3 separate regions of the Danio rerio genome follow, and regions 1 and 3 are each linked to region 2. The links are chromatin contacts, called in public HiCAR-type and HiChIP or PLAC-seq maps. All regions are on one chromosome and are shown on one strand. Each heading gives the region's core, a stretch centred on a gene start, on an enhancer-like site or on the middle of the called end of the contact. The rest is flanking DNA. Distances are from core to core; before and after follow the strand shown.

Region 1 (3,179 bases), core at 470-2,969, 510 kb after region 2:
TGCAGTATCAACAAATATCATATTTCGGCTAAAAAATCTTCTTTAATATGTCTGAGAAGAAAAGTCACCTACATCTTGGATGGCGAGAGGGTGAGTACTTAAACATCAAACCTTATTTGTGGGTGAACTACCCCTTTAATGCACAAGACAACGTATAGACCATTTTGAGGCATGTAAACGATAACAATAGTCCTGACGTATATCCTGTTTCACATTTTAAATTTCAATAGCTTCCGAGAGTCTAGAAACTTCCACATATTGATAAATAATGTTACTATAGCTGTTATAACAACAAGTTATGATTGAATCACCTCATGTTACAGATATGAAATAGTTTGACAACAAGCAGGAAATGTTTTTGAGCCAATAAAATCCCCACATTGAAATGGTCTATATGTTCATCTGTAAATACAATGTGCATTGTTATTTCATGTTTATTCATAATAGATCAGTTATTAATATCAATTTATGCAATTTGGAATGTACAAACTACATTATTATTACATTATAACAAGTTGCCAAAAATTGATCATTAAAATTTTAAAGGGTTATCATTAGGGCTGGGCCGATAAACAATATTATATTGAATCGTGAAAAACAAAAAATCATACTCATACCTTAGGAACAGAATTACAGAAAATTGACTTTTTGAAGCCCAACGATATACCTTGAAAATGGTTATCGTCCCATGCCTATTTACCAGCTAATAACCTTATCATTACAAATAAAATGAAACTTCTGCACCTAAAAATAGGAGCCTGATAGAAAATACTACGTCTGATGGATTTAGAGGGTTTTGCATCTTAACTCTTCATATGTCGATATCATTCAGTATGGAAAACAATTATCAAGATTGCATTTTTGCCAAATTGCCCAGCCCTAGTTATCATAATCTACTCTATAACACACATGTAAACAAAAATCATGTCTGACAAAATATGCACTTAAAATAGTGTTTTGTTTCACTTATTTTGATAAAACTGTTGCACAGAATAAAGTTTAACATGCAGATACACCAAAAACATGCATATTAATCTCATGTGCACAATTTAAACCAACGCATTATAATATTACGACAATCAAATTAAAGCGTAAAACCCAGTTAGTGGCCTGTCAGTGTGTGCGCATGCGCACAGCGAATGCTGATTACATCATGTCTAACGTTAGTTACAGTTGGTTTTATGGGACTATTCGCTCATGAAAATGAGGCGTGGGTATGTTTAGATTTGCAACCGACATAATTTCACAGCATAATCCTGCTTAAATCATAATCTCAAATGAAACCATTTGTTGACTGCGCTGCCAAACTGCGGGCACATTATTAAACACGTCACAAAACACAAGCAACCGGTTGCGTTTCTTCAGTATTCAGAAGATCGGAAATGAAGCGACGAGAACACGCGTCTGCGCGCGCACGCACACACATACACACACACACACACACACTCTGTCACCAACTGCGCAGACGTCGCATCCTGCACAACAGGCTGGTGAGAGAGTGAGAGCGAGAAAATCTCCACGGCGTTACGTCAGGAAACCCCGCTTTTACCCAAACAACATCCAACTACTTAAATTAGACGACGAAATAAAGTTGTTGGGGATTTGGACTCACCCTGCCTGGGTGGCTTTGGGCGCCGCGGAGCTCCGACACTGGACTTTGTTTCAGAGTTGCGTTGAGCATGAAGCAGTCGTGATTCCATCCATCTTGTATTTGACGTCATCCCACTCTAGGGATGAGGTCATCGCTAAGAGCGCTCGTCACGTGTGCTGCTCTCCGATTGGCTGCCGCGTGAGCTGTGGGCGGGCACGGAGGAAATGAGCGGAGGATGACGGACTGATAAACAGTGGAGATATGTTTGCACGTATGCACACACTCGTTAAAGTCACAGGTGGCATTTTACTTTGAGAGTGCGTATAGAAATCAGCTCGCTTGTCATTCTCCTGCAAGTGAGCATTTGAGCCAGGAGTTTTCAAACTTTTAGATGCAGAGGAGCCACATATTTGGCAATTTATCCTATATTGTACATACTTTTTGTTGCCTAAATGTATATAAACGCCTGAAACTAAGCATTGTACATTTTTATTTTATGCAAACACATGCTCTAAATAACATTATATTTTAAATACTATTAATGAAACGCATAACTCTTGTCATTTAAAGCAATAGTGGACACAAAAAAATCTGTCATCATTTACTCACACTTATTCAAGTTTCTTGTTTTCTGTTGAGGACAAAAGAAGATATTTTGAAGAATGCTGGTCACAGGCACACACTGACTTACATAGTATTTTTTTTACTATTATTGAGCTCATCATTCAATCTACTTATTATTTTATGTCAATCTGTGTAAATATATATTTATTCAGTTTTTATATTAAAGTAATTGTATAAGATATATGAATGCTTGTATGCAGGGCCACTATTAGTCAAAAGGGTGCCCTAAGCAAAATTTTACCCTGGTGCCCCCACAGAGGAACAGAAATATATGTACACACAAACACATGTACACACACAAACCTACTGTATGTATTTAATCATTGATTTATTTATATATGGGAGGGGGGGGGGGGGGGGGGTCCTAACTTTTCCCCCTAGCGGCACCCCTGGTGATGCTATCATGATGTCAATATGGACCAAAATTTCTAAGAAACATTTCCAGCACCTGGCTCCATTAAAGTAGTTGAGTTAAAAATACCACAATATATAACCCAACTATAGGTTATTATAGAACCTTATTTTAACCCAATGCATTGGATTATATAATGTGATGCAATGCATTGGGTTATTTTGATTAAATGTTGCTTTTTCCCATTCTGGTATGACCATTGCTACTATTAGCAGTACTACTATTAGTTTTACATTATGGCTGTGTAAATAAATAACATTTCATTTTCAAAGATATTGGAAATGCTTTATTTCCATTACATTTTAAGTTCCAGACACTTAAGGGTTTTTAATGTAGATCGGCTATGAAGGGCGCGTTTGTATCATCAATAACTAAGAGTGCTGGTGAAATGGATATAAAAACATGGCAGGAAGAGGTAATTAAAAAAAAAAAATCAATATTATTGCGATAGAGCTTAAATTAACTTTACAATGCAAAAACAACATTACGTACGCATATTAATCCAGCTGTTATGTGCCAGTTCAATCAGTTGACTGTTGAAATTCCAATTTT
Region 2 (3,639 bases), core at 556-3,055:
TTCTGGATTCTCACAATGATAATAAAGTAATAAAAAGGATTTCTTTGCACTGTTTTCTATGATTTTATGTGTATGCACATAATTTACTGTTTAATTTGACTATGTTTGCCATTATTTAATCAATTATACACACATCAAGTCATAATGTGCATTGTAATAATATTATGATGTGTGTGTGAGTGCATTATGTTCATAGTTTGTACATTCAAATTACATTATCTCTTTCCATTAAATAAATAGTGATGAAAATATTAATAAAAATACTATTACTAATAATATTCAATTCATCTTTATTTCTATAGCGCTTTTACATTGTAGATTGTCAAAGCAGCTTCACATAGAATATTATAGTAAATTGAAACAGCCTCAGTTCAGTTTTCAGTGTTGCAGTTCAGTTCAGTGTGGTTAATAATGGTAACACTTCTCTTAAGTATCAATTCTCTATATTAACTGGTTTATCACCTGCTAATGCTTAAGATATTGGCTGTTTATTTGTACTTATAAATTATGATCTTATTCTACATCCGTAATCAATACTACTTTAATAACTATTAATAAGCAGCAAATCGGGAGTTTATTGAGCTAAAAGTTTGTCAATAGTGAGAACTTTACCTTAAAATAAAGTGTGATCATAATAACAATAGATGTTATTAATACTTAATAATTTGAATAACTCTCAATAAATGATGAATTCATGTAATCAGCATAATCACCAGGAAGATTATAAGCTAAAATGCGATTGGTTATTTCTATATAATAATAATAATAGTAATAATAATAATAAATTTACATCCTCGACAGTCTATCATCACTAAATCAATTGAGCACTAATTCAATATTATTTAGGATCATCACTATTAACTGTGAACAATTGTGAAGACTGAAGAGGCGATACCATGTGCATCCAAAAGAGGGCGCTGCTCTCCAAGTTCAAGATCAAAAGCAGTATTTACAATTCATCAGGAATCGACCGGACAAGGGTTTATGTTATAACATTAAAATCACCTAATGCCTCCATCTTAAACCCCCGTCCATTACCATTTTAAATGCACATCGCTTGATGCACTATTTATACGGGGAACAGTCAAGCTGTGTTTCTATTTATTCAGGCTATCGATCACCGTCTCCACATTCTTCACGCAAGAATGCCCATAAAATCAATATAATAGATGTATTGGTTTCAGAGTACAAACAGGAGGGAACTGGACACATACACACACACATACTTAAACGCCAGCAAAAATATTACAAGACAAGACGCGAGAACATCCTGTATATTTATAGTATAAGAAGATTAAAGATCAAAACTAAATCAAAAATCAATATATCAGGTGTTCGTTCACACACACAAACAGGCCCAGAAGGTTGTTCGTTTGACCATGAAAAGCATAAGCCGCGCGTTGGGCTCGCGTTGTGTCCGCGTTCCTCGCGTCACGTCTGATCAGCGTCTCGTAATATCTATCTCTAGCACGAGATAAAAAATCAATAACCGTATAAACTCTCTCCTTGTAGCGGATGAAAACGTATCCAGCGCCCCCCTCCCGAACCACAGGGAGCTCGATTGAAGACGGGAACTCCATCCCGCGTTTTCTGCCTTTTATTCAGGACGCTCTCAATAATTGTTTTCAGTAGCCCTATTCAATATCGCAGGTTCGGTCGATAACTCCGTTCCGCGCGCGCCCGCGACGTTCGATCTGCTCCGCTCCGTGTTTTGCGCGCGCTCCCCCGCCTCTCTTTCTCTCTCTCTCGCTCTCTCTCTCTCTCTGAACTCCAGCCCCTCTCGCGCTCTCTCTATCAGCCTTTCATTCCGTCTCAATATGTCTCAAGATGGCGGCCAATGCGGGATCGATGTTTCAATATTGGAAACGCTTTGATTTGCAGCAGCTCCAGGTCAGCTCCCTTTCGCTTTGTACTCGCTGTGTTTGCCGGTAAGCCGGTCCCGGGGAGCGTCGCGCGGAGAGGCTGGCGCGTCGCTCTCGCGTCGGCTCGTTCACCGGGTTCGGTGCCCATTGATTAAAGCGGCTCTCTCGCGCTGATCGGAAATTGATCCTCTTTGTTCAATTCCCATCGATCAACCATCACGGTCAAGGTGGATGCGGCCACTTTGGCAACAAGAGCATGAAGGTTTCCCTATTCTTTCCCGCTCCTTTCCGTCCCCGGGATGTTTTGGGAATAGTTTGTGCCGAAGAGATTTAGATAGTATGTTTGTGGAAATAATTTTGTGTTTAGAAGTGTGTCGCGCTACACGGGTGGCGCTGTGCTGGACCGAGACGTTATTGCTTAGTAACGAGAGAGGTGTTTTTAGTGTGCCTTCCTTTCTACATTTCACTCATTTATTTGGATTTTTTGGTCTGTTAGCACTTTTTGATGTGACTTTATGAAGTTTATGAAGTTAGCAAACGCAGAAGTTCGGCTTCGGTAGTTCAGTTAAAAGTCAAGACGGAATTAGCTGCTAAAACCTGCGCCAGACAGGAACAATTAAACAAAACAATAAACAAACACGAACCTTTTTCGTGTGTGTGTTAAACATAGACGTAAAACTTTTTAGTTTTATAAGCGTTATTTCATTATTCCGTTCCTGGGGGTGTAATATATAGCTCGTTAAAACGAGTAAGCACAATTTCACTGTGTATTTTTTATTTATTTACCCATAACTTCAACAGAAATGTGCATTTATATGCAGGTGGGAACGGAAAGATTCGCTTCGCCGTGTTTGTTTTGGTTTATTGTTGTTGTTTCTCCAATCGATTAGTTGTCAGAACTCTTCTTTCGTTGTTCGTAATGTTCGTGCTGTTGGTGTATGAAAGTGCATTTGTCGCGTTTGGTTAGGCATAAACAATAGACTCATGATTGTATCAATTATTGATTGAGAGTTTATGTATTTATGAACTGAGGTCTCAGAGCATAGCTTAAAAAATCGCTGTCCTATTTTCTGATCGAACTTCATATTACCTATTACCATTTATACATCTTCATAAACATCAGGAGTCATTAAAAATCAATACACTATTATTTCAAAATCAATATCACTCGATAGTAGCAACGATTTTTTAAAGAAATAAATCTAAACTAGATGTGTCAGTGTTATAATTATAGCAAATGATTTCTGTGTTTACATATTTTTGTCAGTAGCCTGTAAAACTAAAGGAAATAACTTCATATGTGCGTGTTGCAATATGTTCTGGGATGCTTTTCAGTTTTGTGTAACATTAATCTGTTATAGTCAAACATTACTGGACTCCATGCATGTCAGATGTTTTTGCCGTTTGATTATGTTGTGTTCTAGGAAAATCATTTATTCAATTAGGGTCTAGACATCAAGTGTTGTACATAAAGGGACCACACACACAGTTGGGCATATACTGATGTGGTGACTCTAAATTTTCAGAACTCGCTCACTCGCCCTCCCTCCCTTCCTCTCTTTCTCCCTCTCTTTCTTTCTCTCTTTCTATCTGTCTCCCAGGCTGATAAGAACTGGCATCATCGAGTTCAGGCTTTGATGATGTCATGGACGCTATTTATCATCATGTTTTACTTTTGTGTTTTGCATTCAGAGCTCCGACATCGCATTCTAGTATGTTTTAAATGTGTTTATTTATGCATCTTGTTTTTTTTCTGATTAACTTCCCTGATTTAGGC
Region 3 (3,584 bases), core at 91-2,590, 300 kb after region 2:
GAACTTAAAAATGGAAAATAAAGTTCCATAAAAAGATAAATGAATATTTTAATAAGCATTCTGAATTTGCCAGATTGATATTGCAACTGTATTAAAGCCACAATTCAATTCAATTGATAAATTATAAATAATATGATGAATTTAAATAAGCATAAATACGTCTTAGACCAGTGGCTCAGTAGGTAGTGCTGTGATGTCGCCTCACAGCAAGAAGGTTGCTGGTTCGAGCCTAGGCTAGGTTACTAGGCGTTTCTGTGTGGCGTTTGCATGTTCTACAGGTGGTACATGTGGTACAGGTGAATTGGGTAGGCTAAATTGTCCGTAGTTTACGAGTGTGAATGAGTGTGTCTGGATGTTTCCCAGAGATGGGTTGCGGCTGGAAGCGCATCTCCTGCGTAAACGTGCTGGATAAGTTGTCGGTCCATTCTGCTGTGGCGACCCCGGATTAATAAAGGGACTAGGCCAAAAAGAAAATGAATGTATGAAATACGCCTTAATTATGAAAATGGAAAAAAATGTTACAACAGTTACACAAAACATTTAGTCGTTTTAATAAAAAATAGATTTTTTATTATTGCAAAAATGCATGACTACACTCACTCAAACTTATTTTTGCTGCTTGTTAAAACTAATTATTTGACAATAGGCTGAATCAACACAATTCTTGAGGTTTTTTGGGACAACTTAATTTTGTTCCATCATTCATTTCTTTTCCTTAGTCCATTTATTTATCGTGGGTCACCACGTTAATTTATTGTGGGTCGCCACAGTGAAATGAACTGCCAACTTACATGTGTTTTATTACACAGCAAATTCCCTTCCAGCTGCAACCCAGTACTGGAAAACACCAATACTCTCTCATTCACACACACACACACACACACACATACACTACGTACAATTTAACTTACCCAATTCACCTGTACCGCATGTTTTTGGACTGTGGCGGAAACCGGAGCACCCGGAGGAAACCCACGCCAACACGTGGAGAACATGCAAACTGACCCAGCCGGGACTCGAACCAGCGACCTTCTTGCTGTAAGGTGACAGTGCTAACAGTGCTTTATTATTATTTATGCATTTATTTAAATGTAATATAAACTACAATGTAAAAATATAGATACTAAAAAAAGCGTTAAAGAAGCGAAATTAAACACTCGTGATTTAAATATTTAATATTGGCGCTTTCATGCAGGCGTGTCAATTCGCAAACTGCACCGCCTACTTTAAACTCACCTTTATGATTGGCTAATGCTTATACTTTCGGCTACCAAACATGCATTCGATTGGTGGATACGGTCTCCCATGGTGACTGACACGGTCTCCCATGGTGACTGGCATTGACATATAGGCGCTATTCGCTGCTTGCTGCTAGTCCATAAACAAGCAGTCCGATGTTGAAACACCCGGTTTAAAAACACTAAACCAGTAGCGTTTGATGCAGACATCTGCAGTGACTGGTTCGAGGGTGACATTAAAAGGTAAATGCGTGTTTATAGATTTGATGATTTTTCTGCTTGGTGAGTTTGGACCAGCTAGCTTGCTAAAATGCTAACCTGCGCTACCTCACCTGCTTGTATGCACCGTTTTTGTTTTATTATAACCGCTTATAATTCATTTCTTTTCCTCTATGCATTTGGTATTAGACGATGAGCTGGCACGAGCAAATTTGTCTTAATAAATATGCTGAAATATGATGCCTTCATGCATGTTTAATCAATAACGGGCTTGTTTTGAGACGAACTGCTCGTTATGTTGCACGTGTGTGTTATTTAAACGTATATAAGTGAATCCATTCATATGAAAGCGTGTATATGGTGATTGTGTGCTTTATAAAGTCATGCAGGCCTCTAGTTGGTGTTGACAGATGTATCCTGCAGCAGTTCATTCAATATATATTTATTTGATCGTGTGATTTGGTCATATAGAGTCATATATATATATATATATATATATATATATATATATATATATATATATATATATATATATATAGTAAAGTTTGTAAAGATTATTACTATATTCTGTCACTAATCACGTCAAAGCCTGCATTATCAAACTTATTGATTACAATCTGCTGTGTTGTATTCTCCATGAATGAAATATGAGTATCTGAATGTTTCTTGCTGTCTGTTTTTACTGCAGTGAAGGCACCAAGATTCTCCCATCAGGTTTATTTAGCTGTTTATTGGTCAACCCTTTCATATGAAAGCGTGTATATGGTGATTGTGTGCTTTATAAAGTCATGCAGGCCTTTAGTTGGTGTTGACAGATGTATCCTGCAGCAGTTCATTTAATATATATTTCTTTGATTGTATGATTCATAGAGTCATATATAGTGAAGCTTATACAGATTAATTCTATATTCTGTCACTAATCATTTTAAACTCTGCATTGTGAAACTTATTGATGGCAATCTGCTGTGTTGTATTCTTCATGAATGAAATATGAGCATCTGAATGTTTTCTGCTGTCTGTTTTTACTGCAGTGAAGGCACCAGGATTCTCCCATCAGGTTTATTTGGCTGTTTGGAAGTAAACCTGGCTGAGATGGATGAGCAGAGTGTTGAGGTGTGTTTACGGTGTTCTGTGTGTGTTTTATATAAACAGACATCAAGGTGCTTTTGGTTTGGAGGATTGTGTTTAACCCAAACATGAAATGTCTACTATTTATTTCTTATTCCATGGAACACAAACGTTGAAATTATGTGGAATATCAAGTTCAGCTTTTGCTTTTGCACTGTGTAAAGAAGATTGTAGACTTAGTGAAAATCTGCTAATTATTGTAAATATGGAGAAACGATTTTAAACAGTTTTTCACCATTTTTAAAATCTACTTTGAAGTATTTTTGTAATTAGAGACAATAAAACAGATTTGTGCTTCAAAACTACCCATTTCCCTTTATTTATATATATATATATATATATATATATATATATATATATATATATATATATATATATATATAATAAAATATATATTTTTTGTTTTTGCAAAAGTCAGCAAATATGTGACATCAATAAATTGTACCAATATAGATGCAAATAAAATGTAGTTCTTTGAATTGGTCTATCATTGATTTTGTGTTTTTCTTAATTTTATCATGGTATTGATAGAGAGGTTTTTTTATATCTACTATCATTTTTTGATTGAATGCTCATTGGCAGTATGTAAATACACATCTGATATCTTCCTCTGCCATTTATGTTTACTTAGTTAAGACATAACAGACTTCCTCAAGCTTCTTCTTAACTACATGCTAAAAAGAAATTATTTTAACATATGAAGGTCAGCAGCATATTCTGACACTTGAATCTTGAAATTGACAAAACGTCATCAATTGTAAACCCAAGCTGTGCCAAGCTGCTCAAAACACCAGATATGAGCCAAGTATAGATTATGAATGAGTGTCACTGACATAGTGCACATATATAAGTATTGTATTGGAATGTTCAGGTAAGTCAGTGGAATAAAGAGAATAAATGCTAGTCCAGTTCAAAAACTTAATTAATTTTTGTTTATGTAAAGCACTTTGAATTACCATTGTGTATGAAATGTGCTATATAAATAACCTAGCTTTGCCT

Evidence for each region. HiCAR-type assays count read pairs that join an accessible place to other places. HiChIP or PLAC-seq counts read pairs in DNA pulled down with a chosen protein or histone mark.
Region 1: a contact with region 2 is called in an H3K4me3 HiChIP or PLAC-seq map of embryo, with 5 times the contacts expected there. The contact joins the promoter of zbtb21 here to the promoter of cux1a in region 2. A contact is called at or near these places in 1 of 18 Hi-C or Micro-C datasets (hematopoietic stem cells) and 1 of 4 datasets of contacts at active chromatin or transcription factors (embryo).
Region 3: a HiCAR-type map of caudal fin shows a contact between it and region 2, with 4 times the contacts expected there. The contact joins the promoter of trim37 here to the promoter of cux1a in region 2. A contact is called at or near these places in 2 of 4 datasets of contacts at active chromatin or transcription factors (caudal fin and embryo).

Annotation. Positions count from the first base shown.
Region 1 is chr10:37,646,659-37,649,837 of GRCz12tu, reverse strand. zbtb21 (zinc finger and BTB domain containing 21) reads right to left here and starts at 1,719. Exons shown (of 2, transcript XM_690101.10): 1 at 1,613-1,719. The coding sequence starts at 1,700. It also overlaps a transcript of umodl1 not described here.
Region 2 is chr10:38,154,398-38,158,036 of GRCz12tu, reverse strand. It overlaps cux1a (cut-like homeobox 1a), which reads left to right and starts at 1,805. Exons shown (of 24, transcript XM_073914978.1): 1 at 1,805-1,890. The coding sequence starts at 1,828. LOC137496525 (a long non-coding RNA gene) reads left to right here. Exons shown (of 2, transcript XR_011016941.2): 2 at 1-39.
Region 3 is chr10:37,852,276-37,855,859 of GRCz12tu, reverse strand. It overlaps trim37 (tripartite motif containing 37), which reads left to right and starts at 1,340. Exons shown (of 25, transcript XM_009305495.5): 1 at 1,340-1,481; 2 at 2,489-2,570. The coding sequence starts at 2,550.